Linked DNA regions of Macaca mulatta: regions 1 and 2 are each linked to region 3. The links are chromatin contacts, called in public Micro-C maps. All regions are on one chromosome and are shown on one strand. Each heading gives the region's core, a stretch centred on a gene start, on an enhancer-like site or on the middle of the called end of the contact. The rest is flanking DNA. Distances are from core to core; before and after follow the strand shown.

Region 1 (3,878 bases), core at 694-3,193, 140 kb after region 3:
GTCCCACCTGAGGCTGGCACTGCAAACACTGAATGAGCACAGTGTTCCTCCTTGAACCCAAGAGGCTCTGCTGTCTGTGTGGTTTACCAAAAGGCAAAACGCTGGGTCTCAGTCAACTGCTGAATGCATTAGAGTACAGAGGCTACAGCCCTCAGGCCTGCCCCTCACTGCAAGGGTAACACAGGAAAGATAACCTCCCATCTTCGACAGGCCAGCGGGGAGGAGGGGAAAGAACCTACACAAGTTGAGCAGCCCTTTTTCAGTTAAGCAAGTCAGTGGCCTTAAGCACCACCCAAAACCACACACACACACACAACACCCTGCTGAAGGTATCACCACCTTAACCCAAACCTGGTACCTCTGCCACCAAGGCCAGCCTGGGCAAAGATTAACCTGTGGTCTTCGGCCTTGGGTTCACTGACAGGGCCACCTTGGAGAGACAGCGGGCCAACTTTCTGTTTGTTTTAAAGGAAATGCTTCCTGGCACATGTTTAGGACTCTGAACTCTGCATATGAAGCCACGTGGTTAGTGTTAATCTGGCTCCATCCACTCACGAACGGCCAAAGCAACCTCTTTCCGAGGGCAGCCCTGGCTGGGTAATCGACACCATCTCGTTCAAGTCACGCGGGCTCCCACCGGATTCCCCGGAGCCTAGTGCCGCATCCTCTCCACACAGCAATCCTCCCATGCGAGGGGAGCGGGGAGGAAAGGGGTTAGGGGGTTTCAGCGAGGAGGGACACACACCTGTGAGGCCAATGGCTCTAGCGGCTCAGGTGAAGTCCGAGGGCGCGGGACAGGAGGAGACGCCCGCCCTTCCAGTCAAGCCGACTTTGCACTAGCAGAGTGCGCCGGCGCCCTACTTGTGATGCCCACCTGTAGCCACAGCAAACAAACTTTCCCCCCTTTCTGGGTTGGAAGAATCCGGTGCCTTACGCCACCCCCTGGCCCAAGCCGGTGGCGGCCCGGAGCTCCGCGGACTCCTCACCTGATACCCCCAAAACCCCAACCTGGTCTGTCCCAGAGCGCAACCCCCGCACTGCCCACCCACCCATTTGGGGTATGCAGAGTGGAGGGTCTGGGTTGCCAGCTGGATATTAGGAATGGGGGGTGCGGGGGGACGCGGTTCACTGCCCTTTGCAACTCCAGCTCCCAACTTTGCCAGCCGCGCAGCCGCTGCCTTCCAGTTCCCTCTGCGCCGCGCAACCGGCTCCGTCAGCTTCTCCTACGCCGTCCTCTGGGAGGGAGCTCCCCAAGGCCAGCCGGAACCCCGCGCGCCCGGCGCACTTACAGCCATAGCGGGGTCTCTGCAGCGACGGCAGCTCTTCGCGGGGCATCCTGCGCGGCTCCGGGGGCCCGCCCGGGGCGCGCCCCCCGCGGCTCCCCTCGCTGGCCAGGCTCGCGGGCTCTGCGCCCCGCCGGCGCGCTCGGATCCCGCCTCTCGCCGATTTCTCGGGGCCGCCCGAAGATCTGCGACCCGCTCCCTCGGTGCTCTCTCGCCAGCGCCAGCCACGGCCGCCGCGTGCTGACACTGGAGTAAAAGTGAACTCTCTTCCCTCGCTCCCTGGCCGGCCGCCGCCGCCTCCCGCAGCAGGTTTCCTTTCTCCTCCAGCCAGGCCCCGTTATTCACCGCGGTGGGAGCGCGCGCCGAGACGCAGCGACCCCTACCGCGTACCGGCCGCAGCGCCCAGGCCGCGTGGACCCGCCCCTTCTCCCTCGGGGGAGAGGGAAGGGGCCGAGAGGGACGCTGGGCCGGGACCCCCTGCAGCTGGGGCCCCCGCACAGCTGGTGGCTTGGGGGTGGCGGCCGCCCCGCCTTATTTCTCGCTTCTGGAGCGTTTCGAGGGTGGAAGTGAACCAACGCGGAGAAGTGCAAGAAAAACCGCAGAAGTCACAGGCAGCCCTGCGTGTCCGGGGTGTTGCTCAGTTACTGAGGGACAAACAGCGCGGTTCCTTTTCCTCTGGGGAGATTTCACGTTGACTTTTGTTCGTCGTCTTCGTTTTTTTTTTTTTTTGTTTTTTGTTTTTTTTTTGTTTTTTTGTTTGTTTTTTTGTTTTTTTGTGTTTTTTTTTTTTTTTTGCTTCGAAACTTGCTTCTGTCACTTTTTGTCTACAAAATAACAGGGTTCCCCTTATGACAAGAAACTTGAGTGTATGTGTGCTGGAGGAACAAGATAACCCAAGCAAGCACTCAAAACACAACTGCGAGTCATCCCCCTCCCTCCGATCACCTTGTGCCCGCCCCTGCCCCAATGTGCAGAGCCTTCGCTCAAGCCCAGCTGGGGTCGCAAGCCACAGAAACCTTTTCCGGCTAAGCTTTTAAGGAAATTAAACTGCATGTGGCTGTTTTGAAATTGGGGTTTTCATGCGGTCGCCAGGAGCTATTTTTCTCTTTGTGCCTCAGCGTGATAAAATCTGGAGGGAATGCGGGACGCTTCTGTATCTGTGCCCTCACCTGTTTGACAATTGTGAAATGTGTAGGTGACCCGATAACAGGAAAAACAAACTGAGGGAGGGCGATAAGAAATTATTTAGACCCGGGCGCGGCGGCTCACGCCTGTAATCCCAGCAGTTTGTGAAGCCGAGGCACAAGGATCCCTTGAGCCCAAGAATTCCAGACCAGCCTGGGCAACATAGCAAGACCCCCGTCTCTACAAAAAAAATGAAAACATAAAAATTAGCCGGGCATGGTGGGTGCGCCTGCAGTCCCAGCTACTCAGGAAGCTGAGGTGGGAGGATTGCTTGAGCCCGGGAGGACGAGGCTGCTGCGGGTTGTGATTGCACCACTGCACTCCAGCCTGGGTGACAGTGCAAGACCCTCGGGGGGGAAAAAAAAAGAAAGAAAAATTGTTTCGCTAAGGAAATGGTGGCATAGTGACACTAATCATTTTTTATTATGCAAGGATACAGAGGATGACCAGCTGTTTTCCATTTCAGATAGGAGAGGTAGTCCTTCTCAAACTTGTTGAAACTCAGATTCTTGGGCCCCACCCTCAGAATTTCCGACTCAATGGGTCTGGGCTGGGGCTCATGAATTTGCATTTCTAATTTCTAGCATACTGCCAGGTGATGCTGACACTGCAGAGCGTGCTTAGAGTAGCTCTGTGAGTAGTAGATGCGCACAGGGACGTAAACTGTACACAGGGAACTCAATTCAGACGGATAGCAAAATAATTTTTTTCCCCCTGGTGGCATTAGATTCTCACCTGTTTGGAATGGGATGAATTGGGTTTTCCTTTCTTAAAAAGCAGATGCCTCTCAGTATAAGAACAATTCAAAGGTGAAATGGCCACATTTGAGGCACAGCACCCTGTCAATCGATATTCACCCAGAGGAGAAATGTGAAAGGCGATTTTCCTGCATGTCAGGAGATGCTGAATTAAATGATGTCTAAAGTTCATTCCATCTCTGTTGTTCCATTTGTGAAGTGTTAACAATTAAGTACTTAACACATACTAATTTTCTTGTAAGTGTATGACTTAGAGACCAAATAAATGAGTAGTCTATATATTTAGAGGTGGGCAGAAAATCACCGTAAACTAAAATGGTCCAGGAAGGTGATAGGGTTTGAAAGTGTGGCTTGAAGTGGAAGTGTGGTAAAAGCTGGATGGAGAGCATCCAAGGGAAAGAGACAATGAGGTGGAGCACAGGGCTGGGTTGGAGCTGGATTGGTTGGACTGGATTGGAGCCATGAAGCTGTCATCAGGTTGTGGAGGGCCCTGAGTGTCTGGCTAAGAGGACTGGAGATTATCGTACAAACATTCAAGAGATCTTAAAGGTTTTGAGTATGGAAGCTGCAGAATGCAAGGGAGTTTAGCAGGTCATAAGATAGGTTGGGATGGAACAACTTGGAGATGTTGATGCCCCGTGGAAGGGGTCTG
Region 2 (4,268 bases), core at 486-2,985, 220 kb after region 3:
TAAAGGTAGTCTAGTAAGCAAAGTGAACTATCACAGAGGACTAGAGATAGTGATGTCCACATGCATTTCTATTTTTCTTTTGATGGGTTGATGGAGATGCACTCCTGGCTTTTGCAGTTATCTCTGCACATGCTGCATTCAACTAAAAGATCTACTCAGGTCCCCAAATATCTTTTTTAAGAAGACAAATCAGGAATGGATAGGTGGGAAAATGAGTACATGTGGAAGAAGAAAAACATGCAGGGTACTTTCTTGGGTTGTTTGACTGCTGTCTTTGTTCTCCAATAAACTGATGGGAGGCAGAGGTGAGAGAAAGTGGTTTCTTTCCCTGCGCTGTTGGTATCTTTCAAATGCATCTTGTCTAGCCTTCAGTGATTTTTCTTCTTCCTGCCACCTTTGCAGTTTTTGGTTCAGGTTTTCCTGATGTTCTAGCCCTGATCACAGATCCCCAGGGAACCACCCTCTTCCCACTGCCCCCAATACCAGTCTGCCCCCCTCTGCAGACCTGAATTACTTCAAGGGGAAGTCGATTAATGGCTTATGTTAATGAAAGAAGCTTTTCACTTAGTCTGAGCTCTAGGAGGGATCATTAGGAAGGGGAGGGGGAGGCAGGGGGGCCTCAGGGGAGTTAGGACATCTCTGAATATAATGATTAGTAGAAACAAAAGCTTTCCCTTCCTGGGGGCCCCCAGCTATGGCTTGCCTGAAAATGCCTATAATAAGTAACAAGAAGAAACCTCTAACGAGGCAGTTAAAAAAGGAATATTGTTTAAATATGGGATTTATTCCTGGCTTCTGGTGATTGGCTGCAAGTCTACAAGGAAGGTTCAGATTTCAAAGAAGATGTGTAAAAAGGACGAGCCTGGGGGAAGGGGAGCCCGAGAGGCGAGAAGGTCATGTAGCTGACAGCGGGCCCGTGGGAATGTCCTGGCTGACCTCTTTCTTCCAGGCCCAGGCAGATTCCAGAGGTAAAATGAGCAGCCAAACAACCACAGGAGATGGTCTGTCTGTGAGAAGGCCCCTCAGGAGTGCGGGCAGGCTGTGATTTTACAGCGAGCTAGGAGCGCACTGAGCAGTGGGCCAGCCCTGGGGAAGCCAGAGGGACAAACCCGCTTTGGTGATGCCAGCGGGGAAGCTGAATGTCAACTGCGGGGCAGGTGAGGTGGGGGTCCTGGTGGGCCAGTCCCACAGAAAAGAGGTACCAGAAAGAGGCACCATTTTGTATTTCCAAATGGCTCTAGGTGTGAATTTCTTCCTAATTTGCAATTTACAGTTTAGGTATCCACTGGCAATCTCTAGACTAGAGACAGTGTGGGTAAGTGGCCGAATCAGGTAGGCAGACAGTTTTTAAGAAGCAGCTTTCTTTCCTTGATTCTGCTGTCTGGCAAGACCAAGGGCAGCTGAAGGAGTGGGGGTGGTAAATGGAGGCAGAAGCTCTCTCTCGGATCTCTGATTTTCAAACATTCTGAACCACGTGCCACAATCACAGACACTGTTACAGTCCTTTTTCCTCACACTCTTCAGAGGTTTAATTGGGCTTTCTGACAGAAATCTTGCTTATGCAGCTCACTCAGATTTTTGCTGCTAATTGCAGAGCTTTTATTTTTCTTGTCAGCAGAGTCACCTTAATTGTCTTGCCCCAAAGAGCCCCACCCAGCCCTGTTTGGTGCCACATGGTTTTCTTTGAAAGGCTCTGCTATAACAGCAAGAATTACTGGGTGTCCTTTTCTAAGTAAACAGGAAATATCACTGTGTCAGAAAAAAAAAAAAAAAAAAAAGAATCCCTCTTCTCAGCACAAATGCAATAATGTGCCGACTTATATTTCCTGTTAATGTTAAATTAGGAGCAGGATCTATTTCTTACACCAGCCCAGCCTTCTTAGCTTCTAAACTTTCAATAAGCACAACCCCAGGGAAGCCTGGCTGCCGAGGGCATTTTAGAAATGCTTCCACTGATTTGCGGGAGGCAGTAGCATCACAGTTTGGAAAGATAATAATGCATTAAAACAAAACAAACAAACGAACAAACAAAACCTGTGCAAAATCACAAAGGGGCAAGATGATATGCTTCTAAATTTTAAGTCACAGCAAGTGTTTATGTTCTGATACTTGATCACCTTTCTATATAGGAAAACTCTGAAGCCTTGAGTCAGGAAGGAGAATTGACCCAGGGCAGGAGGAAGAAACGCAGGAAGGATGGCTTTTTTCCCATTACATCAGAACCTGGGTTCGTGTGTCAGGCAGGCGCAGCCCAACGAGTCCTCCACACACGAGCACGGTAGAAGCCAGCAGGATGGGGATTGATTTGGTGATGCTGACCAGAGAGCCGAATATTAAGTTTCCCAAGACGGCTGCTGCCTTGCATAGCGCATTTAAGAAGCCAAAGCCTGTTGCCCTGCAAAGGAAAGAGACATGAACAAGGTTGAGAAAATGCCTTCCACGATTCCAACTTTAGACCAAAAAATCCTAGATTTTCAATGATCTTCACTCAGATTGTGTTGTATATTGGGAGCAAATCAATGCTTGTTAGCAAATCTGGGAGTAGAGAATCCTAGCTGTTGGTATTGTTCCTCCAGCCCTCTGTTGACTTTCTTACCATAGCTCCCATTGACTCCCACTCCGCCTATAAGTCCCAACGTATTGTGAACAGAAAGAGAGAAAAAATTGTACGGAGTATGAAACATCTCTAGTGGTTTAACGTTGTTGGAAGGAGGGGTCTTTTTCATTTTTTTAGAGATTAGGTCTTGCTCTGTTCCCCAGGCTGGAGTGCAGTGGTGTAGTAATTGTTCACTGCAGCCTCAAACTCCTGAGCTCAAGCAATCTTCCCACCTCAGCCTCCTGAGTAGCTAGGACTACAGATGTGTGCCACCATACGCAGCTAATTTTTATTTTTATTTTTTGTAGAGATAGGGTCTTGCTATGTTGCCCAGGTGAGTATAGTGGTACAATGATAGCTCACTGCAGCCTCCACCTCGCAGGCTCAAGTGATCCTCCCACCTCAACCTCCTGAGTGGCTACCTGGGACTACAACTGTGTACTGCCATGCTCAGCTAATTTTTATTTTTATTTTTGTAGAGATGGGGAATCCCCCTATGTTGCCCTGGCTGGTCTTGAACTCCTGGGCTTAAGCAATCCTCTTGTCTTGGCCTCCCAAAGTGCTGGGATTACAGGCATGAGCCACTATACCCTTCAGGAAGGCTCTCTTAAATCAAACTTTAATTCTACTCTATCCAAACGCTTCTCTCAGGAACAAAACAGGCATAAAGCACAGTTCATTAGAGAGAGGCAGGTCACCTCTGCTCAGTGTGGAAAAAGCTGGGCCACCTCCTCTTATCCCAGGCAAAGGGTGGAGACGGTGATATAGAAAAATTGAGCAGTTTCTCATCTCTTTACAAGAGTGACTTGTTATTTTGTTTTGTAAATTCCCATGATTTCAGAAACATCTATGTTTAAATGGAAATTTAAATTTCATTCCGGCCGGGCGCGGTGGCTCAAGCCTGTAATCCCAGCACTTTGGGAGGCCGAGATGGGCGGATCACGAGGTCAGGAGATCGAGAGACGATCCCGGCTAACACGGTGAAACCCCGTCTCTACTAAAAAATACAAAAAAATAGCCGGGCGAGGTGGCGGGCGCCTGTAGTCCCAGCTACTCAGGAGGCTGAGGCAGGAGAATGGCGTAAACCCGGGAGGCGGAGCTTGCAGTGAGCTGAGATCCGGCCACTGCACTCCAGCCTGGGTGACAGAGCAAGACTCCGTCTCAAAAAAAAAAAAAAAAAAAAAAAAAAAAAAAAAAAAAATTTCATTCCAAAGTTAAAATGTATGACAGGCTGAGCACGGTGTCTTACACCTGTAATCCCAGAACTTTGGGAGGCTGAGGCTGGAGGATTTCTTGAACCCAGAGAGTTTGAGGCCAGCCTGAGCAACATAGCAAGACCCTGCCTCTATTAAATAAATAAAGAGGAAAAAACTGTTGTAAGTGCAACAATATATTTAGATTTCTTTTACTCCCTATTTAATTAATTTATTTTCATGCTAAGTGTTTTATTTTTTATTTATTTTCTATTTTACTTTCAGTTCTGAGATACATGTGCAGAATGTGCAGGTTTGGTACATAGATATACGTGTGCCATAGTGGTTTGCTGCACCTATTGACCCATCCTCTAAGTTCCCTCCCCTCGCCCCCCACCCCCCAAACAGGCCCTGGTGTGTGTTGTTCCCCTCCCTGTGTCCATGTGTTCTCATTATTCAACTCCCATTTATGAGTGAGA
Region 3 (4,207 bases), core at 1,677-4,176:
TATTCTGGCTAAAGAAAAAGAAAATCAATAAAGACCAATGATATGCATGTAACCACAATGATATTAAAAAATAAAAAACTTAGTTGTCTGATGACAGGAGAGAGTGTGAAGTGATAACTCATTATATAAATGGAATACTATACAGCCATTAATATTTATGACAAATTAGCAAAATGGAGGAAAGTTGATAAAGTGAGTAAAACAGTAACACAAAAGTACATGCACTTTTTGTCATGTGTGTCAACATGAGAAAAAACCTGGGTAAAAAGTCACCACAATTGCTTCAACTATTTTCCAAATCTCAGTTTGGCCCTACAAAGACAGGCAGCAATGAAGTAGATTCACACCTAGCAAAATGGATGGAACTTTCAAAGCCTAGTAAAAAAAACCTAAGGAACAGAATGAGGTAGATATATCATTTGCATAAATTAAAAATACTTACACACAAAACAAGATACATTGCAAGAATACACACAAATCTAAATGATACATTGTATACATATCAGAATGTTGCCTATGGGAGGGAGGGAACCAGGGATAAAAGGAAATAACTTTTAGGGGTCCAGCACAAACCAGCGCCCACCATGTGCCCAGAGATACTGTACCATGACCTAAAGAGAGTGGTCAGCTTAACGTTTGCCCCCGAGGTCCTTCAGCAAGGCTAGGCATGGTTTTAAGATTGTACCGTAAACTGGTGCAATTTCAGACCACCACACATTTCCTCTCCACGGCAATGCCCCTTGCTCCCAAACAGTAGCTGCCTTTTATGATGCCACTTCTGTTCAGTCCATTTCTAATTTTCCTTCTGTTTAACAAGTTTGAAAGGCTGCAGGAAATCATCATTAATGAGAAATATTTAATCATATTGCTACTGTATACACATCCATGTTACACAACAGTATAACAATTGTATAGTTATATATATATTTATGTGTATATATGTATGTATATGTAGAGATAGCGATATAGAAGAAAACTGTAGATATGTATATATGTACTGTATATAACTACATATGTATATATGTACTGTATGTATATACATATATACTGTATATAACTACATATATGCTATAGATATGTATATATGTATTGTATATAAATACATACATACTGTATACAACTACATATAGTTCTATCTCTATACAGTTATCTATAAAGTATAGATAACTGTTCAGAAATTATTCCCACTAGGCTACAAAAGAAACTGGCAATAGTGTTTACCTCTGGGAAGGGGAACTGGGTGAGAGAAAGATACAATTTTCACTGTCCCCTCCTTTGGGCCTTTTAAATTTTGTACCACGTGTATATATGACCAAAAAAAAAATTAGAGCACTTAATTAAGCAACCACTCACTCTGTATACATACATTACACAGTAGACTTAAGAAGTAAAGTGTTCCAACTATACCAGAAGCAATAAAAATCTGACCAAGTTCTCTCCAAGCTACATCCTGGTTTGCCTTAGCTAGATCCATCTCTACCCAGCACAACCACAGGCAGCTCACAAGGTGGCAGCATTCGCTGCTGTGCTTGGCTATACGTCCTTGATTTTATATGTAGGTTAATAATCAATTAGAGCCCTGCCACCCAGAATATCCTCCTAGGACCCAAGTCGGCTGGGAACTGCTATCTCTGTCAAGTGGCCCTGTTCTTGTGTCTCAGTGCTTCTTGGCTCTGAGGATTGTAGACTCTCTTGTGAACCTTCATGGGCTGTAGGAACCCCTGGGGGATTCAGGGTCTTTACTCCTTGACAAAGAAGGCATGTTAAAAATTGTTTCAAATGAAGGTTCTTATCTTAGAAGTCAGTTTATTTCCTGTCTGCCAGCTTTTTGGTCAGATCAGCAGACATCTGGGGTGCCGTGCCTATGGGAGCAGGAAGATGACAATGGGCCGCCAGGGGAGCGTGGCTTTGGACTGGCTAGAAAGTGATGCCTACGGGGACCCATTCCTACACATGTTCAGGAGTGGGGCATGTGAACTGCTACCCACAGTGAATTCTCACTCAGAAAGCCTTGCAGGTGCCTAGGAGTTTCCAGACAGATCATTAAGTACCATTTCACTTGCCTAACAATTTCATTATTGTTCTGTATTGACATAGACATCAGAAATGGAGAAAACTTCTTTCCATGGCACACCCTAATGGGGGGAAATGTAAATCAACCTGACCAAAAAAAAAAAAAAAAAAAAATCCAAACTCGTCCCACCTACCTTGAGAAATAAAAGACAAGTGGAGCTTTTAGGACGGAGGGGCAAGATGAAGCCAGAAAACAAACTGTTACAAAATAAGAAAATACAAGTCCAAACTCACAACTGACTACTATGCCCAGTTAGGAAAAAGAAGACAGATAAGAAGAGACTGATAGATGCAGAAAGAAACTGGCTGAGAAGCGGAAGATAAACACATGCACCATGGATTTCCCTGACAGGAAGCACATATCATCAGGACTGACTTGGTGACAACGAGGTTCCCAGCTCCATCATCTGGGCAAATGATCAGCAGCTCCTCAGAGAAACATGCCGGAGGGCGAGACGCCTGAGAGCGGAGGCGAGGAGGCTGGTCCACCCAGGCTCCGAGGCCCACTTGCACATTTACATCCCTCTGACCACCATCCAGCACTGGCTCTTGATCACTGAAACGCTTCACCTTTAATGAAGTCATTAGCGACCACACAGAGAGATGGGCTGAAAACCACAAGGGGTGTCATGCGAAGGTTTGAGGGAAGAGGAGCTGGTTATAAGAGAACTCTATTCCACTCTGGCCTTCTTAAGTTTCAGGAAATATGGCTTGAGCAGCAGTACAGCCAGCTCTGTGCAATAACAAATCATGCTGCGAGGGTGTTCTGGGCCGGCTTGGGTTTCACAATGCCTCCATTTCATGGCTGTGACGCAGCCTCACCCTACACCTTCCAGTACTGATTATCTGTAAGACACAGGATCTGAAGCGGCCAATTATCATCGTCACAATCTAAACAGCTACAGCCACTGCTAACTGTATTTCCTGACCACAGACATGAAACATTTGTATTTCTTATGCCTTAACTCTAGCACATACAAAGGCTATTAAATGAATGAGCACACACACAGATATAAAGTCCTTGTATATGTGAAAAGATTTCTCTATAACATAAACAGTGGACACAACTAGCAAGCAGAGGCCTACAATTAGGTAGCAATAACAGAGGAGCCACTCTATGTTAGAATGTGGTAGAGCTAAAAGGGTGTATCTACCTGATGGGCAGATGCAAAACATGATATCCAATTGTTCCAGGTATGAGGAAACAGATTTAAAGCAACTTTTAACCAGTAGAAACCAATCTGTTGATAAGACCCGTCCCTCAAGGGGCTCAAGGGATGCAAGGATAAATGAGGAGATTTCAGATTTTATCACGCAAGGAAGTGTCAGTGGAGGTATTAAGTAGCTAGGTAGAACAGAAGTATTAGTCATATCTAATCACCTCAATTATTTATATAAGTTGGAATAAATCCAAACTAACTTTAGCCTCAGAAAATCCACTGTAACAGGGCTTGGAAACAGGTACCTGGCAGGGGTGAGGCCGGTACTGGTAAGGAACAAAGCTGGCTGGGTGGGAGTTGTAAGCAACTTGGCTCTAGCTCACAGCTACTTGTGAAAATGTGGACCACAAGGGCCTGAGCTTTGGGATTTCCTAAAAAGTGGAAGATTCAGATTTTTTATGAGTTCTTCTGATTTTTAAATGCTCACAACTAACTGAAAAGTAGTGGCCAGGCACAGTGGCCCATACCTGTAATCCCAACACTTTGGGAGGCCAAGGCAGGAGGACTACTTGTGCCCAGCAGTGTGACACCATCTCTATAATTTTTTTTTTTAATTAGCAGGGCATGGTGTTGCATGCCTGTAGTCCCACCTACTTAGAGGGCTGTGGTGGGAGCATTGCTGCAGCCCAGGAGGGTGAGGTTTCAGTGAGCTGTGATTGCATCACTTTGTGCTAGTCTGGGTGACAGAGCAAGACACTATCTCAAACACACACACACACACATGCACGAAAAATAAACATTCTGCACGTTGAATCAATCACATCTAAAACTCTTATTACAGTATTTCAAAGGAGGTGAAACTATGCTCTGTATGTTCTCACATAGGTGAAGGTGGGTTATGAGTTTGTAGGGGAGAAGTTGCTCTTTCCAGCATTCTTGAAAAATAGAGCTTTCTTAATGATAAGCAGCTATAT

Evidence for each region. Hi-C and Micro-C count contacts between places; a contact is called where the count stands out from the background.
Region 1: a contact with region 3 is called in a Micro-C map of CD4 T cells, with 11 times the contacts expected there. The contact joins the promoter of IQGAP2 here to the enhancer-like site in region 3. A contact is called at or near these places in 3 of 14 Hi-C or Micro-C datasets (CD4 T cells, fetal cortical plate and liver).
Region 2: a contact with region 3 is called in a Micro-C map of CD4 T cells, with 6 times the contacts expected there. The contact joins two enhancer-like sites. A contact is called at or near these places in 2 of 14 Hi-C or Micro-C datasets (CD4 T cells and liver).

What each region holds. Positions count from the first base shown.
Region 1 is chr6:82,759,882-82,763,759 of T2T-MMU8v2.0, reverse strand. It overlaps IQGAP2 (IQ motif containing GTPase activating protein 2), which reads right to left and starts at 1,943. Exons shown (of 36, transcript XM_015140297.3): 1 at 1,290-1,943. The coding sequence starts at 1,335.
Region 2 is chr6:82,687,723-82,691,990 of T2T-MMU8v2.0, reverse strand. All of the region lies in intron 12 of SV2C (synaptic vesicle glycoprotein 2C), which reads right to left. Among named protein-coding and RNA genes, the nearest start is that of IQGAP2, 72 kb to the left of the region's middle. Within about 2 kb of position 1,735, at least 8 of the 40 cell types and tissues checked have an H3K27ac peak or open chromatin away from gene starts, as enhancers often do. A contact at or near this core is called in CD4 T cells, where this site is marked.
Region 3 is chr6:82,904,165-82,908,371 of T2T-MMU8v2.0, reverse strand. The region is part of intron 2 of IQGAP2 (IQ motif containing GTPase activating protein 2); the gene reads right to left. Among named protein-coding and RNA genes, the nearest start is that of F2RL2, 81 kb to the left of the region's middle. Within about 2 kb of position 2,926, at least 9 of the 40 cell types and tissues checked have an H3K27ac peak or open chromatin away from gene starts, as enhancers often do. A contact at or near this core is called in CD4 T cells, where this site is marked.